2 separate regions of the Anser cygnoides genome follow, and region 1 is linked to region 2. Evidence: chromatin contacts called from public Hi-C data. All regions are on one chromosome and are shown on one strand. The core of a region is the stretch at or near the end of the contact, and the rest is flanking DNA. Distances in the headings are between cores, read along the strand shown.

Region 1 (6,212 bases), core at 2,346-4,845, 83 kb before region 2:
TTCCAAGCTGTGGAAGGGAAGCCCTGTTTCCTACCCCGTTCTCGTTTCACCTGGCTCAGAGACAGGTTGGAGAACTCTGACCAGAAAATCACGGTTTGGTTTCTATCTCTCAGAAAGTCAACATTAACCAAAGGAAGAAACGGTTCTTAAATACTGGCTCTGTTCTTTCATTGTCACAGAGGACTCTTTGGAAAATAAAGGAGAACAAGTTTGGGGGTCTGAATTTAATCAAAGAATGTTGGGCAGTGCTGTGACAGAACAGGTCACTAGTGCACAGCCTCCCATCTGGGTTACTGCAAACCTTTAACTGAGGAGATTACAAAAGCATCAGAAGCACAACGCCTTGACTGCCTGGAAAGAAGTGAAAGTTTGAGAAAACTCCTGGGAAACTCAGCCTCTGGTGGTAGCAAACAATTCAATGATAGCAAATTCCTGACTTAGAGTAAAAATCCCAGAGTCCATGGTAAGCACTACCTACTACAGCAGATGATCTTGTTAAGTGTTGGGAAGCAAGATCTTTTAGACCAAAGGCCCCTATCTCAGTGAATTCTCTGTTTTGCCAGAAAGGGCCACGGATACCCTCAGGGCAACATCCCCATGCACATGCATTATGCCAAGCTGGTTAGCATAATGTGAAAAAAAGATAAAAATCATTTTGCCTAAACCTCAAATCTACTGAGGCTTGACTTTCTGGTAGAATTTTCCTAAAGGAAAACTGAAAGTTCTTGGTTTCATCTTTAAGGGGAAGTTGCCAGAATCCTATTTAAAAATGTCGTTTTCATCAAATTTTTACCAAGACTGACTCAGGCTGTATCAGAAATCACAACAGAGGATGTGAGAGATTTATGGCCTTATTGGCACTAGATCAAGGCTGGCCCTTGACATCCTCCAGAGAGCTGGAAGTGAGGGAGAAGGATATCAAACCATCAGTTGTTTTATCCTCTGACCCCACTACTGGGTGAAAAACAATACTGACAGTCAGTTGTACCCATAACCCTCCAGTTTGGCTGTCAAAGAGGGAAACAGTTATCTTAAAAGTTGCACAAGTAGCTCAGAATGAGAGACCTCAATAGGTATTTGCTTTGGAGTTATTCACACACTTGAATTTTTAAATGCTGCTGCAACAGGAAATACTGAGTTTACCCACTGATGATGTCAAGACAGGTTTTTGAAGACCGTGATACTCAGTAAATGGAAAAGATCTGAAGCATTTTCCAGAAAAGGGGATCCTTAGGGCATAGCCAGGTCTCACTGGATGCTTTGAGTCCTAAACTCCACATGATTATATCCCTGTTCTTCCATTTACCTGCTTTCTCTCTGTACTGAGACTGTGCTGGTATGTCTCACAAGCGTTGTTTTTATTTTATCCAGTGGAACTTTCTTTCTTTTATACTACATTTACCACAAGTAGCATCAATTTTAAAAGATGATATTTATGGCCATATTCTTCTAATTGGCATGCATTCCTCTTGCTCCCTCCCTCCATGCCGCGCTTCACAGTTATCAGGGCAGCTACACAAGATTTTTGCGTATTTGTCTATTTTGTTTGGAGGGGGCTGTGCTGTGAACCCTGGGTGACCCGCAGTCACCCTTACGAGTGCTGCTCGAAGTTAACATCTTTGAAGGGCTGGGATTCCTCAGGTCACAGCACAGGAGTAGAAAGATTGCACAGGTCAGTTAGGAAGTTATTAAAGTATTTGAATTCACTTCAAAGTTATTTGTGTGAATGAAACCATCTGCAGGAGAATCATACTCACAAAACGCAGACTTGTCAGCAGAGAATTATATTCAGCCCCACACTTCCAATAAGCTCTTGTTGGATGACAATTAAAACAGATCGTTAAAGCCCAATAAATACTAACCGTTTAGCGCCAAACATGTAGGATTCTTCCGGGATTAGTGACAGCTTAAGGCATAATAGTGAAAAGCTGCCTCTAAACTAATCTCTTCTAGACAGCAGATCTCCATTAATGTGGCCAGTTAAACTTATTTTACTTTCATTACAACCTTTTTTTTTACCTGCTTTTGCTACCCCCTAATTTTTTTTTATTTATTTTTTGGCCCAATGTCTGTGGCAGGTGGTTCTTATGTCACAGGGTGGTGACATCTCATCCCGTCTTTGACACAACCTCTCCACAAAGCAGCTAACCTGCAGCAGTTGAAGTTTCTGCTTAGTCCATGGACATCACTCTGCTAGGCTTCCAGCTGAAGTGTTTGAGACAATGGGCTCAAGATGCAGGAAACAATTAAAAGGCAATAACTTCCGTCAGAATTTGAACCAAATTCTCAGTGAAACAGCTATTTCATTTATATTTAAAATATTTACTTAACAGAACTCATTTTCTAATGGCGCTTTCCTCAGTAAAGCAAGCATTTCCCTCCATATTGCTGGAAGATATTTACTTCTGTCTGGTTATGGCACCCACCAACCAAAGTCAGTCACTGCAATTATGCATGCTCCAGGCAGAATAGAGGCATCACTTCTTGAGCAAATGGGGCTGCTTTTTACTGCAAACTGCAGGATAACCCAGCAGCGAGGGTTTATATCCACATTACGTTTGACCGAAGGAAGGAGTGTACTTCTTCTGCAAGCTGCAGTGGACTTTCCTGATGCATGGAAACATTTGTGAAAAGGAAGAAAAAAAAAAAAAAAGAAGAAGAAAGAAACGTGAGTATCAGATGTTGGGAGATAAAGAATACACGAACATCACATCCAAGAGTCTTCTATGGAACCAGAAGCCAGTGCATAAGAGAGAGAGGGGAGGAAAACCATGAAATGCCTTTTGCACGCAATAGCAGCTAGCAGCAGAAAAGATGACTGAGGAACAGGAGTTCAGCAGCAGTTGATAATTATTGCCTTGATCAGAAGTGGCTAGGTAATGGCTAAGTAAAAGTACCCCATTTCTCCACTGCTTTTTCGTAGTTGTAGGAGATTCTTAGAACATTATGAAACATTTCATAATAACATTATAAAATCTTTACAGTCCCTCATCTCTCTAGGGATGCCCTACTGCTAATGGATCAGTTAGGGTTAGGGATTACTTAGAGGGATAGGGATGCCTAACCCTCTAGGTGCCGTGCTACTCAAAAATGTGAGATTGCAGTTCATACATATGGGTATGAAAATACGTAGGACTTTTGAAAGATCACTCAATTCAATGTCTGCCCTTTAGGGATGGGGTCAAAGGACTGGATTATTATGGTTTTTAATTACTAAATAATGAATATAATATCCAGATATGTTCCACTCAGGTATGGCACAAGATCCTTTTGAACAGACAATTATTATCACAGTGAAACAGTCCAGTTAAGAGAAGGCTGGTGGTTACAATATGAGCCTTAATCTGTGATTAGAGACATAATTTCTGTCTGTTAAACACTCCTTGTCTGACCTTCAGCAAGCCACTTTAAATTTCTTCATTCCCATTTTTAACAAGAACACAGTACCACTTCCCTACCTCAGAGGGGTGCTAGAAGTATCCAAACAGTAAATCTTAGAGCTACACTATATGTATATTCGAGTGAATCAATTATAAATATTGTAACTGCTATATATTATAAAGTTATAAAATTATGAATTATCTCTGCAGAAAGAATTAGGCAATTTTCAGTCAATTATGTAGATTTAGCTTACTGTTTTCTGCTTTTCTAACATTCTGCTTTTTTTCCTAGAAGATCACACTGTAAAGAAAAAGAAAAGGACACTAGAATATAAGGCCTTTGCATGGTCTGAGACCACATAGTCTACAAAAATAGAGCAATTCCCTAAAAGTATAAGAATTTTTCATCTTCACTTACTAAAACAACACATTAAATGCTATTTCTTCTTATATAAAAATCTCCTCATGTACTTCCAGTGAAAATGACTTCTTCTTCCAAGGGGATAAAATAAAACAACACAATTTAAGCTTTCATATGAGCACAGTGTAGGCTGTATTTCAGCACATTTACTCAACTCTCAGATTAAATTATCTGTCCTATAAATTAGTTGAGAAAGAGTGCTTTAAAAGTATAAGGGATAATACAGAGAAAATGAAATCTCAGACACAATAGCCATTTTTCCACCCTATTAAACCAGGCTGAAAGTCACAGCTTTCTGCCATCAAGTTTCCAAGTCAAGTTTCCAATGCACAGCAGAAGCCTAAGGCAGCAGTGCTTGCTCCTTACCTCAAGCCATGGCCCCGGTCAAAATCTCCTTACAAAGCAGGCATATGCAGGAGCCCCCACTGTGGCCAGCCCAGGAATCAGAGAACAAGATGATTGATCACAGGCAATAGTAATGCCTATTTTTATATAATGATTGTCTGATTTTGAACAAGCTAATGGAGGGTACGGGAAGATTGATTGGTACAACGTGGCTTTTTGCAGCCCACCTTGGGCAGGATGGAAAACGGGATGTCTGCCTCATTTCTCACCTTGTTGCTCATGTCTTTTAACCCAGCCCACAGCTGTCTGCTTACCTTAAAGGTTTGGGGGTGTCCCTGGCCTCATAGGGGGCATTTGTACCTCAGCCGTTCTCACCTCTGCCTTATTTTTAACTCCTTGCTGCCTCTGCATCTGAAAGTCTTTTAAAAACTCTGCCCTGACCCTGAACCTTAAACCCAAGGCCAGGCAGGTCAGCAGCCAAAACCAGCCCCAAACACGGCCCCATTACAGCGCTGCTGTAAAGGCATTCACAAATAGCTCAGGTATCCCATGGCACTAATGTGTCTTTGCTAATGTGAACAAAAGTGCATGACCCACAGCGAGATGTCATGCATGAAGATTTAACAATCAAAAATGAATATACTGGCCCTGGGAGAAGAGTTTCCCCACTAAGCACTAATTCATTATCATTAAATCAGCAGCCTGGTAGGGTATGTGCACACACATCCATATTATGACAGTTCAGTAACCTTCTTGCTCTTTAAAACAGTTTGTGCTACAATCCGTGTTACCTCTACACTTGAATAGATATAATAAATCTTGACAACAGTGTTGCATATATTTACATGCTGTACAAGTAAAGAATAAAATACACTTATGTAAATTTAGCCAAGCTTTTAGTTTCCATCATAACATTGGCAGAAAAGGAAGAAACAATGTCAAATGGCCTCGCAGAGCTATAATCAGGTGTTTTAGCACAAGCTGTTCTATTCCAGTGGAGAGTATTTTCTAAAAGGAAACAGACTGAAAAATCACATTTATTTCCCAAATTTGCTTAACATAGCACAAAAGACAAATGTTATAAGAAATGGATTTTTCAAAACTTTGAAGCAGAAAGGACTGTTTTAAGACAAGCAAACTAAAAGACAGGGCTCTAACCTGACAGAAAGCACCGAACAGCCTTGAAATTGTAGGCTTATTCAGCTCAGTGCTTCAGTGCCTGTTCATCGCATAGAGGTTTGCCCCCAAAACCTGGACAGGAAGGTAGGCAGGCTGAAGGGAGACCTCAAATTTAAATTGGAACTTTTGGATCCAGGGTCTGGACAATCTGGACCTCTGTCCATCTTCGTATCTGATAAATATCTCAGGGTCCGTCCTGCGCAGCTCTGAGCCACAGTTCACCTAAGTGCAGTACAACACGACCATAAAAGAAATCACCCTCAATGTCCTCTGTGAGGCAATGCTGCAGAATGCATTACTTCTAAGAAGAAGAAATGGTCAGTATGAACATAAAAGCAGATAAAACCTTTCTAGCTGTTTTGGACCACTATGAAAATAGACTAAAAAAGAATTTCAAAACGTTCTTGAAACATACTTATATTCTTTAGTTCTAATTCAGTAAAAACCTCTCAACAGATTAAAAATAAATAGAGGTTAATGAAATAAGTCAGAGACAAAGAATTCTAGAGACAATATTGATATAAATATCCACTTACTCTAGACAGAAGAGATGTCCTTGTTTTAGTTTGATTGGTTTTGGATTTTTTAAATTATATTTCTTCTTCCCGATAACAATTAGAGTATAAGATATATTAGGTTGAAATTAGAATATATTAGCTTGAAGCTTCCATCAGTTCACTTGTCAGTGAATAATATTTTTAGCCAGTTATCCAGATCAGTGGTTTCACTGCAGTATTTACAGGAAGGATAGAAAAAAGGAAAATAATAAACAATTCAGTCTCATTTTTAGGGAAAAAGAATTTCTTCTAAGTTCCCTAGCAGACAATATAGTAATAATTTAAATTGTTCCGTAATTTGGAATTTGTACTTCTTTGTAGCATTATTAA
Region 2 (6,958 bases), core at 2,813-5,312:
TTTCTGACTCTGCAAATGCAAAGGACCAGAAGTTTTTAAGTAACATTACTGGACAACTGAAAAGTTAACATTTTAAATGCACGATTTTCTCCTTTTATCGTGGAAATTGATCCTTTCCTGAGGTTTGGGGTGTGTGCACATACAAATGAAACTAGCTTCTGTTTAGCCATGAAATGCAAGGAACTATATAATCTTGTGCATTTACAATGCCAGTGGAAATTTTGCACTACTCTGATTAAGCCAAAGAGCCTTATGATGGACAAAGATCTGCTAATCCACAGTAATAGAAAGGAAAGAAAGAAATCTTGTGGATCTCACTGTCTGTGGATTTTAAGGGTAGTCCAGGGGTCCTGACAGAAAGATAGAAGACTTCAGAAGGAGCACTTGTGCCAAAAGACTAGTAACATTTTGCAACACCTGCAATTAATACAGCAAGGAAACAAGTAAGTGGATCTATGTAACTAACAGTGGAGTTATTTAATGAAAACAGTCAAGAGGTTCACATTTCTATCAGTATATTTTTAATGACCAACATCATCTACAAAAACGCTGTACTATGTAGCAAATAATCTAGTGCCAATCAGCCAGACCAAATGCATCTGACACAAGTCTACATGCACACCCAAAATGAAAAAAAACAAAAACACAAAAAACTTCCCCCAAACCCACCATGCCCTCACTCCACTCCTCAGGAATTGTTTAATATCAGAGACAGTGGCAAGGAAGTGTGATATTTCTACAACTGCATACAACACCCTCCTCACTGCTTCTTGTTTGTCATACCTCTTTGACGGGTGGAAGGTATTCTGGTTTGCGCTGGTATGGCAAGAACATTTGTATCAAATATGATAGCATATTCATGATACTACTCAAGTCAGAGTGAAAATATTTTTGACACTATAGCCTTGTTTTCTTCAATCACAGGTTTCTAATTAAATCAAAGAACTAAGGTAAATTATATGAAACTCTATGTAGATACACTCTTAAATTCTCTTTTGGCTCATATGGCTGGTTCCCAAGCACAATTAAGAGCAGGCTGCATTGTTATTCACTGCTGTTGCAAAGTGTTCTGGAAGTACTTCAGCTGTGTTTTTGAACTCAGATCAAAATGCCAATAGACACTTTTAACAACACTTTATAAAGAAGAATAAAAAGAACATAGCTTATCAGAAAACTGAGCTATGACAATAGTATCATTTTAATGACACAACAAACTACATTTTAGAAGTTAATCATATTTCAGATTTTGAACTAGCCTGAGAACATATGAAGATGTTCTCCATGTTTCTTCAAATATGTTCTGTATCCAGCTTTTTGCTGCTTCAGCAAGCTTTCAGCAGAAGTACATTAAACAGCTAAAGGGCATTCTGTCTTGGTGACATTATTGAAATAATATTGAGTAGAATCTCCAGGTTATTGAATTTACTTTTTCATTGAAAATTATGAATCATCTGAATGAAAGCAACTCTGCAATGAATATAATCTACGTTTTTCTGATCAGATGTTTTTGAACACGCTAGCTTGAAATGCTACCTTGAACCTGGCAGAAAAAGTAGACTATTCTTCATGGTACCTTTTCTGTTATCCATCCAAAGACAGCTAACTGGTTAATGTTCACGTCTGGGTTTCGGTACATGATGTTGTGTTATAGCACCTGTCACTAAAGATCTCAAAGCAATTTGCAAACGTTAATCAGCTGAGCCTCATGACTATTCAGCCAGTATGTTATTACACACGCTGGTAAACAGAGACGTGAAAGCATGGCAGACTTCTCACTAGCGTCATAAGAGATAAGCAGTATCTTTGTCTTCCACTTTGTCTCCTAGAAAAAGAATTTTTTGTTGTTGTTGATTCATCTAGGGAAGCACAGAAAGCTGCACTAGTAAGGGAAGCGAACTGGCCCCAGTACTCCTGCCAGCAAAAGACACAGCACAAAGGAATGTGCGTGATAGTCTAGGCACTACCAGTCAGAATCCCCATTCCCTTCTGTCTCCCTTTCCTGCCACAGCCATTGGCATGGTGTCCCAGTCGTTGCCAGCAAGCTGGAACCAGCTGGCTCCTGTAAGGCACTGCTGAAAGACCACTGAAATACCTGGCTCCCTGGGGCTACAAAATCCCAACATGGTGTGGCCAAAGCCAGGGAGGAGCTACAGGCCACTTCCTTATGCTTGGTAGGCTAGGTATTTCTCATGCTACCAGCTAAAAATCTGGAGTAAACCCATGTACTCCCTTGCTGATCTTTTCTTCTCCAACCCCCTCATTTTGCAGCCATAGCATCTTCTTACATGCCAAAGGCTGAAACATTGCTATGCCTGGAGAAATCAAAACGCTTCCTTTCAAACACACTGCTTACACACTTGGCCTGCACCTAATCTGTATTCAGAGGTAGCGTTAGTACCTGTGCAGACTGAATGAAACCAGCTTTAACCAAGTCCATAGAAGTATCACGAGCGGGAAGGTGCAGGCTGGGCGACCCCAGGGAGATGCTGAGGCTGCTGCTGCCCGAGAACGGTGCCACCAGCTGCGTCCCCACCTTCCCAAGGGAGTGAGCCCTAGACTGAGGAATTCACGCTTTGAACAGACAAGGCAGAGCAGCAAAATCAGCAATCACAAACAAAACTGAGAGAGGTTAGGTGGAGTCCAGAGAGAATGGGTAAGTGCGAATGATACATGTCCCAAATCAAGGGCTGCTAACTGCATTCATTAGCAGTGAAAGCTCTGTCTTGGAGAGAGCAGAGACAGAAAGCTGAGGCTAAGCTCATAAATCGAGTGTTTGTTCCTTTTCCCTTCAGTGACTCCGTGACATGTCATTCTTGTAAATGTTTCAAAGAAAATTTTTTGAGTGATGGTGCTTTGCTATAGTCACTGCTATTGGGAAGGGCTATACAAACATCTGCCACACACTCCTCAAATAAAATTCAGCCAGAGCTTTTGTTTACATGGTTTGTCCTTTAAAACCGGCACTCAGCTGCAACTTTCAGCCATAGCTGCCTTGTTAAGAATGAACTTTTTATTTTAAACACAGTACATTTTGTAACAGGAAAATCAATATACAGTAACCCAGAGCACTTCAGACAACAGCTGTAGGATATAACCTGATGTCAGAAAGTTGAGAACAGCATTTTGGCAGACGTGTGTTCAGTTAACCTTCCACTTTTTGTTTTCAGTAGTACCAGGCTATAAAGATCTGATATTTCTCCTTACCTGGTGACCAAATGCTACACAAAATGGAGAAACCACCAGTGCTACAAGATAAATCACTTGTTAGTGATCATTTTCTTTATAGGGTACTGTAGGTATTTCCAGAGCTGCAACAGCTTAACAACAGGCCCTGTCTCTGCAACCTCATAGCCCTTGCAAAGATATAAGACCCATTAGCGTATTGAGTACATTGAAAAACTCCTAAACACTTTTCACTACCTTCTCTTTAGCTGTGGGTAAGGATGCTCAGCTCTTTTCAGGGCTGGGATTCACAATCCACCTATGCTTGCAAAAGTTATCGAGCTGGAAAAGAGGAGATGAAGCCACAGATGTGGCTGGTATACACAAATATAGAACAAACATAAAGACCTTACTACAGATTTGGGTTCTGATCATCCATTAATGGAAAGCTTACCACTAGAAACAAACTACTCCATGTACCTTTCTATGTCATTGTTAAATACTGAATCTAGGAATAAAATAGGGATTTTTGGAACCTACATGTTTCTCCCTAGAAAGTGGGAGATGATTAGTCACGCCATCTCTAACATGGCATGCAATTCACTTTGATTACAAGATAAACCCAAAGACATTTAGTTGGTGAGTGAAAGGCAAAGGGTGCTAGATCATTTCGTACCGAAATTGCTTTTTTCACCATAACCCTCTGAGTGTATTTTCCTCAGATAATGAAACTTTTTTTTTTAAAAAAAAAAAAAAAAAAAGGCTTCCAATCCAGATTTCTGTGTATCAAACGCTTTAATTGGGGTTGATATATTCCATTTGTTTAGCTTTCAGATCTGGAAGTTTTAACTTGAACTGCATTGCCCTCTAGCGCTGCGCCGGGGTTGGCCCCGGTGATGTCAGCGGCAGAGGCAGCGAGAGCGCAGGCAGCCGGCTCATGCAGAGCTGCCTAAGTGCTGACAAACCCTTCCTGGAGACGCATGTCACAGCAGCTAGACAGGGGCATCCTTCCAGCAGGACCACGGATGCGCAAGGGAGAACAGTAATACCTGTCTTTTATTTCAGGGACGTCATGATCAAAGCAGCTACTTTGGAGCTCCAGCCAAGCCTTCTGCCTGCTAATTTCTGTTTCAACGAGTTGAGAGGAGAAATTAAGCAAGTTTGAACAGCCTATTATTTCTGACAGGCTTCAGAGGACTTCACACTGGGCAAGTTTTACGTGCTCAAAGCTGACAGCTTGCTGGAGAGATGAGTTCTCAATCCAAAGCTGGCCGGGGCATTGCAGTAACTTCTTGGGTAGAGAGATAACTTCCCACTGAACTCAACCATCTGTGTGTTGTGCACGGGACCCAACTACACCTTGCTATGGAGGATGATTTTAAAGATGAATACCTACTTTGATGAGAAATCCAATTCATCAATACCTGGCTACTTGAAAGTTTCTGCATCAAATAGCGGCAACCTTTCTGCGAACAACTCCGATGAGACAACCAGCAACCTGGATTCACCCACCCTGGATATCAGTAGGGCGATAATTGTGGGGCTTATCCTAGGTGCCTTTATACTCTTTGCTATTATAGGTAATATTTTGGTAATTCTTTCTGTTGCTTGCAATAGACATTTAAGAATCCCGACAAACTATTTCATAATTAACCTTGCAATAGCAGATTTGTTGCTGAGTTTTACTGTCCTTCCATTCTCTGCTACATTGGAAATCCTCGGCTACTGGGTTTTGGGGAGGATATTTTGTGATATCTGGGCAGCAGTTGATGTGCTGTGCTGTACAGCTTCTATTTTAAGTCTATGTGCAATTTCCATAGATAGATATATAGGAGTACGTTATTCTCTCCAGTATCCAACTTTGGTAACAAGAAGAAGAGCAATTCTAGCTCTCCTAGGTGTCTGGGTCCTTTCCATGGTAATTTCTATTGGGCCTCTTTTGGGCTGGAAAGAACCAGCACCCAAGGACGATAAGGAGTGCCGCATCACTGAAGAACCGTTCTACGCTTTGTTCTCTTCCTTGGGGTCCTTTTACATTCCCTTAATTGTCATTCTTGTGATGTACTGCCGGGTCTACATAGTGGCCAAAAGGACTACTAAAAACCTGGAAGCTGGGGTTATGAAAGAGATGTCCAACTCCAAGGAGCTGACTTTACGGATCCATTACAGGAACATTCATGAGGATACATTAAACAGCACCAAATCCAAGGGTCACAATCCCAGGAACTCCTTAGCTTTCAAACTTTTTAAATTCTCTAGAGAAAAGAAGGCAGCCAAGACGCTGGGAATTGTGGTCGGCATGTTTATCTTGTGTTGGCTACCTTTCTTCATTGTTCTGCCGCTAGGTAAGTCGGTATTCACAGGACTGTGGGGAGGGGGAGGAAGAAGGTTAGTTGTTTACTACAAAAATGTCACAGAGAAAAATCAGATGAATGATAAGTAGATATCATTTTGAGAACTGCAGTGAACAGATGAAAGGGAGGGAAGTGAAAGTAATTTAATGCTGATGTTGGCTTTTTTAAAGAAGCTGAAACCTTGCAACATGTGCAGCCTGCAGAAAGCCTGCTCATCTGTTAGCCCTCCTCATGGATGGAGCAGATGACATCAGGGGACGATACCTTCAAAGTTTATGTATTAAAACCCCCCTTATGGATTGAATTAGCTCTCATAAATATCTTTACAGGATGCTTTAACAAAAATTCTGGATAGGTTTGCAAAAAGTTTCAGCATTGGAGTGTTCTTGTTTTAGTTCACTGTTAGATGGTCCAAATGTACTACAGAAAGTCTTCTGGCATCATTAGGTGTTTTAGGTGAAAATGGGCCTGACCTAATGATGAGATGCAAAACTCCCCCGAGCTTTGGGAAGCTGAAAGAGCTCTAGTTCTCAGTTCAAACTTCACTGATCAAATTCCAAAAGCAAGTATGTGAAGCCCACTGATTCTCACAGAAAGGTTCCCTTTGGTTTCAGTAGGTCTTAGTTCAGGCATTTCAGGAGACTATCACGTGCGTTGTGGCAGCCACTCTGTTCACTTCAGCTTCAAAATATTATTAAAGCATTCAATGTAGCCTTAACAGTGCTCTGTGTTCTCAAGTCCTTGGGAAATTTGCTTGTATCATCTTTAATACAAGCGTCAGCTCTGAAATGGAACATTTCAAGACCCATTAATACTGAATTACTAGCTCTCAAAAATATCTGTCCAAAATTCACTTCTCTGAGACACAGACAATCTGGCAGCCTAAATATGGAAAGAGGTGGGGGGAAAAAAGGGAGAAGAAGCCCTTATTAATGTTCGGTATTCGTGTTTACTTAGTTACCCCACCAAAACATTTCTAATTGAGTGGTAAGTGAATACTTTTAGAGACTTGTAGAAAACTAAACTGAGTTCAACTGCATGGTCCTGGTGAAGTGTTTTAGAATTACAATTTCAGTAAATATGTAATGTCATCTAGACGAGAATCTCTGTTACAAGACAACTACTGAAGCTACTCCAGAGCAACTTTATCATCTCTAGCTTAGTGTAGCTAAAGCTGAAAAATCTTAGTAATTCAAGATCTGCAAAAAGTTAATGCTGAGAATGTGACAAATTCCAAGCAGAAGGAAAACTGTGAGCAAAGTTCTCTTTGGCTCCTGAAGTTTAAGTCCTTGCACTGCCTCTTAAAGAAAGTTTATGACAGAGAACAAGTTTCCAACTATTGCAAAAATACACACCTAAATGAACAGAAACATGTTTTCACCACATATGCTAGCAGCACAACCAGTGGTAGCAGCAGGTATGTATCGAGTAGATCATGATCT

Evidence for each region. Hi-C and Micro-C count contacts between places; a contact is called where the count stands out from the background.
Region 1: a Hi-C map of liver shows a contact between it and region 2, with 4 times the contacts expected there. The contact joins the enhancer-like site here to the promoter of ADRA1B in region 2. A contact is called at or near these places in 4 of 7 Hi-C or Micro-C datasets (granulosa cells and liver).

What each region holds. Positions count from the first base shown.
Region 1 is chr14:19,636,199-19,642,410 of Taihu_goose_T2T_genome, reverse strand. No RefSeq gene overlaps it. Among named protein-coding and RNA genes, the nearest start is that of IL12B, 67 kb to the left of the region's middle. Within about 2 kb of position 3,595, at least 1 of the 3 cell types and tissues checked has open chromatin away from gene starts, as enhancers often do. A contact at or near this core is called in liver, where this site is marked.
Region 2 is chr14:19,553,277-19,560,234 of Taihu_goose_T2T_genome, reverse strand. ADRA1B (adrenoceptor alpha 1B) reads left to right here and starts at 4,062. Exons shown (of 2, transcript XM_013178582.3): 1 at 4,062-5,507. The coding sequence starts at 4,535.